Regions from separate parts of the Drosophila melanogaster genome. Here region 1 is linked to region 2. Evidence: chromatin contacts called from public Hi-C data. All regions are on one chromosome and are shown on one strand. Each heading gives the region's core, a stretch centred on a gene start, on an enhancer-like site or on the middle of the called end of the contact. The rest is flanking DNA. Distances are from core to core; before and after follow the strand shown.

The links. A called contact is a pair of places that touch in the nucleus more often than the background predicts.
Region 1: a Hi-C map of the Kc167 cell line shows a contact between it and region 2, with 1.7 times the contacts expected there. The contact joins the enhancer-like site here to the promoter of lncRNA:CR43494 in region 2. A contact is called at or near these places in 6 of 107 Hi-C or Micro-C datasets (the Kc167 cell line, the ML-DmBG3-c2 cell line, the OSC cell line and 3 more).

Annotation. Positions count from the first base shown.
Region 1 is chrX:3,024,693-3,029,508 of dm6, reverse strand. All of the region lies in intron 5 of kirre (kin of irre), which reads right to left. Among named protein-coding and RNA genes, the nearest start is that of CG4116, 40 kb to the left of the region's middle. Within about 2 kb of position 1,653, at least 33 of the 39 cell types and tissues checked have an H3K27ac peak or open chromatin away from gene starts, as enhancers often do. A contact at or near this core is called in the Kc167 cell line, the OSC cell line, the S2 cell line and 1 more, where this site is marked.
Region 2 is chrX:2,749,107-2,753,532 of dm6, reverse strand. It overlaps lncRNA:CR43494 (long non-coding RNA:CR43494), which reads left to right and starts at 2,117. Exons shown (of 1, transcript NR_047747.1): 1 at 2,117-2,614. All of the region lies in intron 2 of kirre (kin of irre), which reads right to left.

The DNA.
Region 1 (4,816 bases), core at 404-2,903, 280 kb before region 2:
ACTCTACAGTAGCCCGATTTGAGTATATTTATATATATATTTAATGCATTTACCATAGTGTCAATACATATGTTTGGTAAGCTACAAATTGAATGTTCATTTCATTTGAAAGAAACCTTCTTGTGCTAACAAATATTATCAGTGATGCAAGTGGCATGTTTGACAAAAAGGAGCTTCACTGTTGCCAGATGACGTTCTACCTTAGGCGAAGCGCGTATTTTCATTTTCCTTTGCCTCTTTTATTTTCGTTGTACCAAAATGATTTTGATTTTGCTCCTTGGTAAGAACATATTTTATGTAACTTTTTAATTAAATCGTTATATTTTTTCCGCTTTTTCCCGCTCTTGTGCCGGAAAAAATGAGGAAATTGATAATGGCTCTTGGCTGTGGTTGAGTCAGAATGCCTGCGAAAAAAACATGCAAATTGCTGGAAAAGTGCTTCAAAGTATATATTTCCCCACTTTTCACTAAAAACAGGAACCTAATGAGGCCGAGAGTCTTGTAATTATATTGAAATACATTTTTCATCTGTTGTCTTCAAAAAGGTTTTCCTTTTACTTTTCGACAGGTAATGAAAGTCCTTTCAACTTGTCAGAAAATTTAAACTTAGAGAGTTTCAGTGTCTTTAAATACGCAATGGAAAGAACTTAAAGTTTTTTTTTTGTCATATCTTGGCAAAACGATTTTGGTGAAAATGCCCAAACGTTTGGCGGTTTTAAGCCATTTCAACGACTTCAAATAATATATTCTATTATACGACACTCCTAAAACCAAGGGTTGAACCTTTCCTTATCGATCGATCCAGTGAAACTGGCTAAAACGAATATTTTAAAACCGAAACCAATAAAAGTAAAAATTATACAAAAAAGTATGGCAAGAGCAACATAAATTTTGGCTACGAAAATGTTTTGTTGTCAAATTTCCACCACGAGGCGACAATCAAATTTATCCATGGGTTCTCGGGGTGTTTTTGATGCCCCATAAAAATTGGACAGACGATGGATGCTTGGATGGCAGGATGGCTGTATGGCTGTATGGCTGGATGGCTGGATGGTTGCATGGATGGATCTACCCCATCGCAAGAGTGGGGACTTTGCATCCTCCGTCTGGAAATCAACAGTTAAGCCCCATTCATTCACTCGCCGGACCTTCGAAGCAAAAAGTACAGAAAAGAAAATCCCGAACACCACAACCCCCCAGACAATGAACACTTATTGAAGCTGGCAGATTTATTGGAATTTAAAATTCCATTGTTAGTCACCAGAGAATCGCGAAATCTAATAAACGCCGAAAAGCGACTCTAGCAAAAGTTCAAATGGGATTTAGCTTGTTTAGGGGTAGTTCGTCGGCCCACGGGGGTTGCTATGATTCGGATTCCGTGGGGGGATTATCCAAGCAATTAGCATAAGCAGCCTGCATATCGATTGTGATAAAAGCTTTTCGCGAACAGGAAAAGCTTAAAGAAATTCAAGTAGTTTAAATTCAATGCGAATAGAATTTCATTTTCGTCTTGATACGCCGCTGCTTTGCTTCTAAACCTCTTTCTATTCAACATTTATTTTTTTCTGCGAATCTTTAACCCTTAACAGACCTCTGTTAGCCGGACAAATTGAGTGCAACATGCAACATGTTGGCCGCAGTTCGATGCTTCCAGTTCGAGCAGCGAAATGGTAAACAAACGAGTCCGTTGATTTTGGAGGGGCCAGTGGGGGGTCAAAGCACACAGCACATGGGCCACAGAATAGAAGAGAATTTGGCGACACAAAACTGCACAATTAATTTGCAACAAATGTCGGGCATTAAACAATCACACAATAATCGCGTTTGCCTGTTGCAAAATGGAAAATTGAAAATGAAAATTGTAATTACACCCCGCCGACTGTGTTGTTGGTATACCGACATTCGAAAAATTCGATACAGTTTTCTTGGGCGCCGTTGAGCGAAAATTAAATTTTGAACTGAGCAAATGTTGCATATTTGATGATTGGGTTAACCCAATTTCCACCCGTTTTTCCCCCCCATCGACGTGAGCCCCTGTGTGTATATTTAATTAGTGTGCACACACTCACACACTCGCCCAGTTGGGCGCAATGGTGCGGGGCGGGGCGGGGGCGTGGCTGAGCTCCTAGCAAAGGTAAACACAAAAGCGAGAACCCAAAACTACCAGGGCCCAAAGTAAATTTCTTGCTAATTAAAATCCAAATATTAATTTTAAAATGCAACCCAGCACAGTGGATTAAAAAAAAAAAATGTGGAAAAACGAGCGATGGAAAAGGAGAAATGCGGCAGAGAGGAGGAGCATTGATGGAGCACCGAGTATGGACGCTTTATATCTATAAAAAATGAGCACAGGGAAAAATGCTAAACAATATATATATTCATTGATTAGTAGTATAGTAGAAAGAAGAAGGGTGATTTGCATCAGTTGCCGTATTCTTGTAGTGATTATATTATAAAAGATGCAAGTTAATGAATTGGGGTTACTAAATGAAAGTGGTTAATGATGTAACATATTGCCGAATTGAACCGAATGTGGTATATCAATTAATATTGTCTAGTTTTTTGAATTTGCCGCTTTACAAATTTTGCTTTTTGCTACATTTCTGACAGTGTACCGTAAGCTTTGTGTGATTTTGCCTCCAGGGATTGGAAAGGGGAACGGGGCAGGGAAAGTAGAGGAGAGCAAACATAAGGTAGACTTTGAGTACACTTGCACTTGAGACTCCTCTTCTCTTCTCGTGGGGAAAATGGCAGTGGCTCTGGGGGTCCAGAGTTTCATAGTCTAAGGGGAAATCGGAGGGAATTGCAGACTGCCGGGGGCTAGCACACACACACACACACATCGATACACTCGCGCGCGCACACACACACACACACACAGGAGTACAATAACAATTGCTAACTAAACATTTGGACAATTCAGCTGGAGGCCGACGAAGAAAGGAGACGAATCAACATAAAACACAAAAATAATACAGGGACAGAATAATGATATAGGAGAGTCTTTCGGTAAAAGAAAATCGGACGAAAAAGGGGCTTAAATCGGATGGGGACAAACAGAAAAAAAAATAAAAAAAACGATTGAAGTTCAAGTTGAGCAGGTGCCCGAAAAACACTTCAAATCAAATGTTTCAATGTCCTAATCTCAAAGTATTTAAACAGTGGACAACTTACAGAGAAATAATATGTATAGTTTTTATAAACATAATAGCATATAACGAAATATAGAGTAAACCTTCAATCTGTGAGTTCCACCGGAAACGCAATTTTGTTTCACATTTTCCTATTTACCCATAACTTGCTTCTCCCTTCCTTTTGTCCATTTTACACCGTTTAAACGAGGCGAGAGTTTTGGAAAAACGACAGAAGTGTGTTAATCAATGAGGAAAATCTATTAACACTTCTTATCCGCGACACTCCATCCATCGAACCTGATTGATCCGACATGTTGGCAGCCAACTGATCTAAGTTCGAGTTGCAGTTGGACTTTGTGTGGCAGTTAGCGCTCCCCTTGTGATCATCGGCGATCATATAAAAAGAGCGAGATGGAGCGAGAGGGAGAATCACTTTTCAATCGCAGAAGAAATCAAAGTTTTTTTTTTGTATGCCTATGCTAAGAGATTTACAGTTTGTGCGTGCCGAAAATGTTAATGAATTTGGTTATGCTACATTGGATTTGCCGTAAATCGCTTATAAATATATATTCAAATCAAGGGGCACTGAGAAATAATGTCGACCTGGAACTGAAATATATCACTTTTTGTTTGCTTGAATTTAATAAACTAAAATCTAGTTAAATGCAGTTTTGAAGTTGTTTTTGATGACCAACAAATGAATAAATCCAATACATTGTTGAGTTTTTCTCTCAGTGCACGCATGTGATTTGACTACTAGAAATTATCTATGGGAGGCGATTCCAATTGCTTGTGACCCAAAAACAAATGGAAAATGTTTTTGTCTTCCGTAATTTCTGTGGTTCTTGCTAATTGTGTGGGCAAACAGTTGAGGGCCATATGGATTCGCCATGGGAAGAATGGTACAGAATATCGGGCAAATCGGGCAATCGGACCTAGAATCTGTATCACTTCGTTTGGGGTTCTGCGTCGAAATCAATGGCAATATTTCAAAATGTCAGACCAGCTCGCTTGGCCACAGGTGTGAGCCACAAAACTTGAGCAGCCCAACAAGTCGTTTTCTGTAGGGGACTTGCCACTTGGGCAGGGGCGGCTCATTTGTTTGGTGCTGCGGGGGGTGTGGGGGGTGTGCGGCAAGGGGCCTGATGCAGCATCATTCGCAACATCAGAAGCAACAGCAGCAGCAGCTGCTCCATAAAACCCATTATACCCAATCATCATCAGGCGAGCGACTCGGGTTCGGGTTCAGGTCCCCACAATCGGGATCGTTTCCATGCACTGGGCAAAAAGAGGGTTATAATTTAGGAATATAATTTTATGAACATGCAAACATGCAAGCATACGAATAGTTTTCATCTTTTCTCCAAGTGCATTTCGGACTAGCGCAATTTTATGCAAAGAAATCACTTTTCATACGTTGCAATCGTTCGCATATGAAAGCCAGTTCACGAAGGACAGACAAGGACCGCCAAACGGAAGGATGAGTTGATGGTGCGAGGGCGACGGATAACGGAGGGGGCAACTGGTTTATGCGATAACTAAACTTTTTAAAGGAGAAGCGGCAACAAACTGGCCGATAGGGGCGCATATTTGCTGCAAGCCATACAAATACAAGGCACAAAACACCGAACAAAAAAACACAAGGGGGGACCAAGCAAAGTGGTTGCAGTGCTTCAATTGGC
Region 2 (4,426 bases), core at 868-3,367:
CAACGTTAAATATTTTGCAAGAAACACAAGTAGTTACTTGCTTTGCAGAGTGCATCCATCCTAGACAAGGAGCAAAGCTATTGAAGATGGCCTGCAGCAGATGTGGATGTTGACATCTATGTCCTTCCATCTGTGTGTGAGCGTTGTGTGACGGGGAGGGGGATGGGGAACTCTGGGGTGTTGCCTGTGGGAAAATGTGCAAGGAAAATGCAATGACAAATAGGCGACAAAACGAAATGAGAAATATCGAAGGAGGAGCAAAGCGAGATGAAGAAATGCTCGAAGAAGGCAATGTTCCAGCTGAGATTAGAAAAGCATTTGTTCCAATCAAAAAGCCAACAAAAGGGAAACAACGGAGCAAGGGACCAAGGAAGGGGACTAGTTGGAGCAAAAGAGACGGTGACAAGGCCACCAAGGCGGCGTGTCCTTTGGCCCGGCCAAACAAAATGAAGGAACAAAGGACAAATGTGGGAAGATAAACTGCCGAGGCACGTGAATGTGGTTGACTCGCTGACGGAGGAGATCCAAAGGGTGCCGGGGAAATGGGTGAAAAATGTGCGAGAAACAAATGAAAAACGGGGAAATGGAGACAGTAAGGTGTCAAGGCAAGGGCAAGTTTCAATTAGTATAGCAAAACTTAATTAAGCCATAATGGCCGCAGCCATTGCATAAATAAAAAGGGCGCAACTAAAGCAACTAAATGGAAACTAGTATGACTGGAAAAGCCGACTCAGACCACTTGAGTATTATGTTATATTGTTAAATATTGTATATAATTGTATACAATACAAAAACACCAAGGCCATCAAAACATCTATTGAAATGCTTGTGCTATCAACTAGCCTCTTACCATTATTCCATTCCAATCGATGAATAATCGTTAGTTTAGCCTGAAGCTTAAGGCCTCCTTCAGAGGGTATTAGTCCATCAATCCAGGCAATGGATGAATGGCCAGCTGACTGACTGGATGAGCAACTGAATGGCTGACCGAGTGACTGAGTGGCTGAGTGGCTGAGCGAGTGAATGGCAGCGGACAGGATGCGGCAGGAGGTGTCAATGCCAAGCCCGCTCTCAACTGCATCTGCATCTTGGCGGCGACCTCCTCCCATTGTTAAATGCATGAAAAATTGCTGACGCGGCGGCGGAATCCTTGAAGGATGCGCTCCCTGGCCATCCTGGCACTCCGCTTCTCGGTCGACCAGGTTCCGTAACTCATACGCCGCGTTGCTCGGCAATTTATGGCCGACGACTGCAAATGAACAAAGCCAGTGGAACAATCCATTCCGCAGCCCCGCTTTCACCTGACTGTCGTTGAAATACACGTTGAAAATATGTGGAAACTAAAAGCGGCTTAATTAATAGATCACATTCGTTGCATCTTCATTTTTAAAGCATACACCATTTCCTGCATAGTTTTAATGTTCTAATTTATCTAGCAGTGATTTTGATTTGATTTACTCAACAATTACACTCAAAGTGCACATTTTATTTTTTTAAAACCTTGTTGTCTCTCCTGTCCCGCAGAAAACTTCCTTGACAAATTGCATTTATTGCGTTTATTGAATTACAAAGGCAACGGTTAATGGACAGGTGGGAAGGAGTGTAGCAAAAGGAGGCGTGGCAAGGCCCGCCAAAGGAAGCCACCTCATCAGCTGCGGAATCCACTTCGGTTTCCATGGTCACTCGCCTTTAATTAACCAAGCGGCCAACGAATTAATTAGCTGTAATGCGAGTAATACACTTGCGCAAAAAACAAGAACCCATCTATTGGAAGTTGTAAAGTAAGAGTAACTATAATTCACCCTATATCTCAAATATTCCTACATGAATATTCACTTTCTTTTAATCATAGTTACTGCCTTTTAAAAGTTTCACATGCATCTTAACATATGGCAACACGAGAACCAAAACTTGAATTTAAAACTATAGATTGGAATAAACCATCCACATTTCAAACGATTTCCAGTGTGCAGCAGACAATTCCCTCTGGCACCCGAAAGTCCCTGTTCCTGTTGTTCAAATCAATTTGCTCGGCCTAACACGCTGTGAACTATAGCGATTTGAGTTTAATTAGCAAAATCCCCTGCTGGAGGGAAATTGTAGCGTCGAGGAGTTGCGAGCTCGGGTATCAGAGACAAGAGTGCAGTGTGGCAGGCAAGGGGGGCAGGGGAGCCCCACGGACCTCGATGGACACGGGTTGCCTCAGGTGGGACAAGAGCCATTTGCATTTAATGCGCCACATTTGTTTGTGCCTGTTCGCGTGGCCAACTCGACGGAAAGATGGCTGCGAATAATGTTGAGGACTCAGTCCACGGATCAAGGATGAGGAATGAGGCTGGCCAGTGGGCCACGGAGCCTCAGATAGAGGGTGCCAAAACTCAATTGATACCTTCTCGACCCCCTCCTAATCAGCTTTAACTAATTGTCCATCATATTACGTCGATATCTCATTAGGCGATTCCAATCGACCAATATCGCACTGTTGGCTATTTTTAGAGCTGCGTGCTGCTAAATGTGGGCGTGAAAAAATGAAAAGCGGCGAAAATTACTTAATAGCCAATAATCTTTTGTTATATTTATTCGCAAATAAAGCGCTAAATCAGCATAACAACTGAACTGGCAGCAACTCTTGCGACTACTTTGCGGTAATTGAAGTTTTTTGAATAGTAAATAAGTGCCTTGTTTAGCAATAGCCACGCCCCCCCCCCCTCCCTTCTACCGCAATTAACCGCCCACAATTGTTCATTGTTTTTCGCCCACGCCTCGGCAATATTTCAGGGGTCAAACTCGGCTGGCTTACTTGGCCCACCTTTCCCCCAACGATAACAACAAATAAAGTAAGTAAATTTAAGTGCTTAAGCAAAAATGTACTCGACGCAGAAAATACTGTAGAAGAATGGGTAAATGGTTAACTTGGTTTATATTTAAGTTAAATACGGTACAAACTAACCGATCTTGTGTGACTTCAACTTTTAAAGCAGTTGAGGAAAAGAGCGTGAATGAAAAATCTCAAGTAATTAGTGGAAAAATATGATTATTATGCTATTATTTATTATTATTATATTAAATTCCTGGGTACATTTGAAATTGTATCCGTTTTATTTTTTTGAGAACAGGTATCGGGCATAATAAAAATATTTGCACAAATGTTGAGGCCGAACGAATGGTGGAGCTGCGCTGATTGTGTGCGGCTCACGTAGTCGAACCGCAATAAATATTGATGAGCACACAAACACAACATTAAAACATTGTGCGTAGAGCGGTCGAAGTCCTGCGAACAGGACCTTACACACCCACACGTACCCGCCGGCTTCCCCTAATTTGTCTGGCACCAGCAGCAACAGTTAACGGCAGTAAAATTTAATAACAATAATAATGCTAGTCCAGGAAATTCGAGGACTTCGCTTTATTTTTATGCCAATTGCCGTTGGAACGTGGCGACTTTGCCCCGCAGAAAGGTTAGATGCTAAGGTGAAAGCTTTACGGGAACGGCCCTGCAAATATATTAAATATTTACAGCCACAAAGAGCGGGGGGATATGTCTTAAATTACACGGCAGCCAAATCATAGCGAGAACACGGGTGGTTTCACTGGTTTCTGGGCATTGAAAATTACCAAAAAAATATACACATGTAAGTGGATTCATAAAAAAAACTTTATATCTTAAGAAACTTCAAAGGTTGGCAGTTCTCATATGATCTTAATATCGCGACAAGTTTTGGATCCGCCCTCGCGTTTCAAAGTAATTGAATTGACCCAGATCAGGTGCTTGGGCGTGTATGTGTATTTTTTGTTCTTGTGTTTGTGCTTAGGGGTTCATTTAGTTGGCAATTTCTCTAATAGGTTTACACTCAATCTACGAGGCCACTACGAGGTCCAACCTGAAATACCCTCGCAAAGCAAACGACGCCGAAAAGTAAGCAGCTCTTTTTTTATGTTCGTCTTCAACTTGGCGGCAAATTGGAGAGATTCCAGAGATTCGCTTCACTTCACAAGGATACCATAGCACCGCGGACACAGGCGGCATGATAGAAGAGCTGGCCACAATTAATTTGCGGGCCGGCTGCAATTGATAATTATCGAAATAATTGATGTAATTGCCCGCGTTTGGCCAAATCGAATCCCACAATCAATGTCGCCCCAAACGCACGTTGTGTGGCAGCAACAGGGCTCGTCTTATTAAGTGCACTGAAATGAAATACTGGATGACAAAAGCAGCATATATCGTGGAGAGTATACTGTTCCCACAGTTCTAGAGCATCAAAATATATCGACAAATATTCCAATATTTTCACCGTGTAGGGAATAGGTTGCTGGAGGTTTGCAAAAGGGCTTTATGGGGTGGCAAAGGGCCGTCAACTGAATAGCGTTTCAATTTGATTTTGCTCGCTCAGCAGTTGTCCTAGTGATACATGGCGGTAATCAT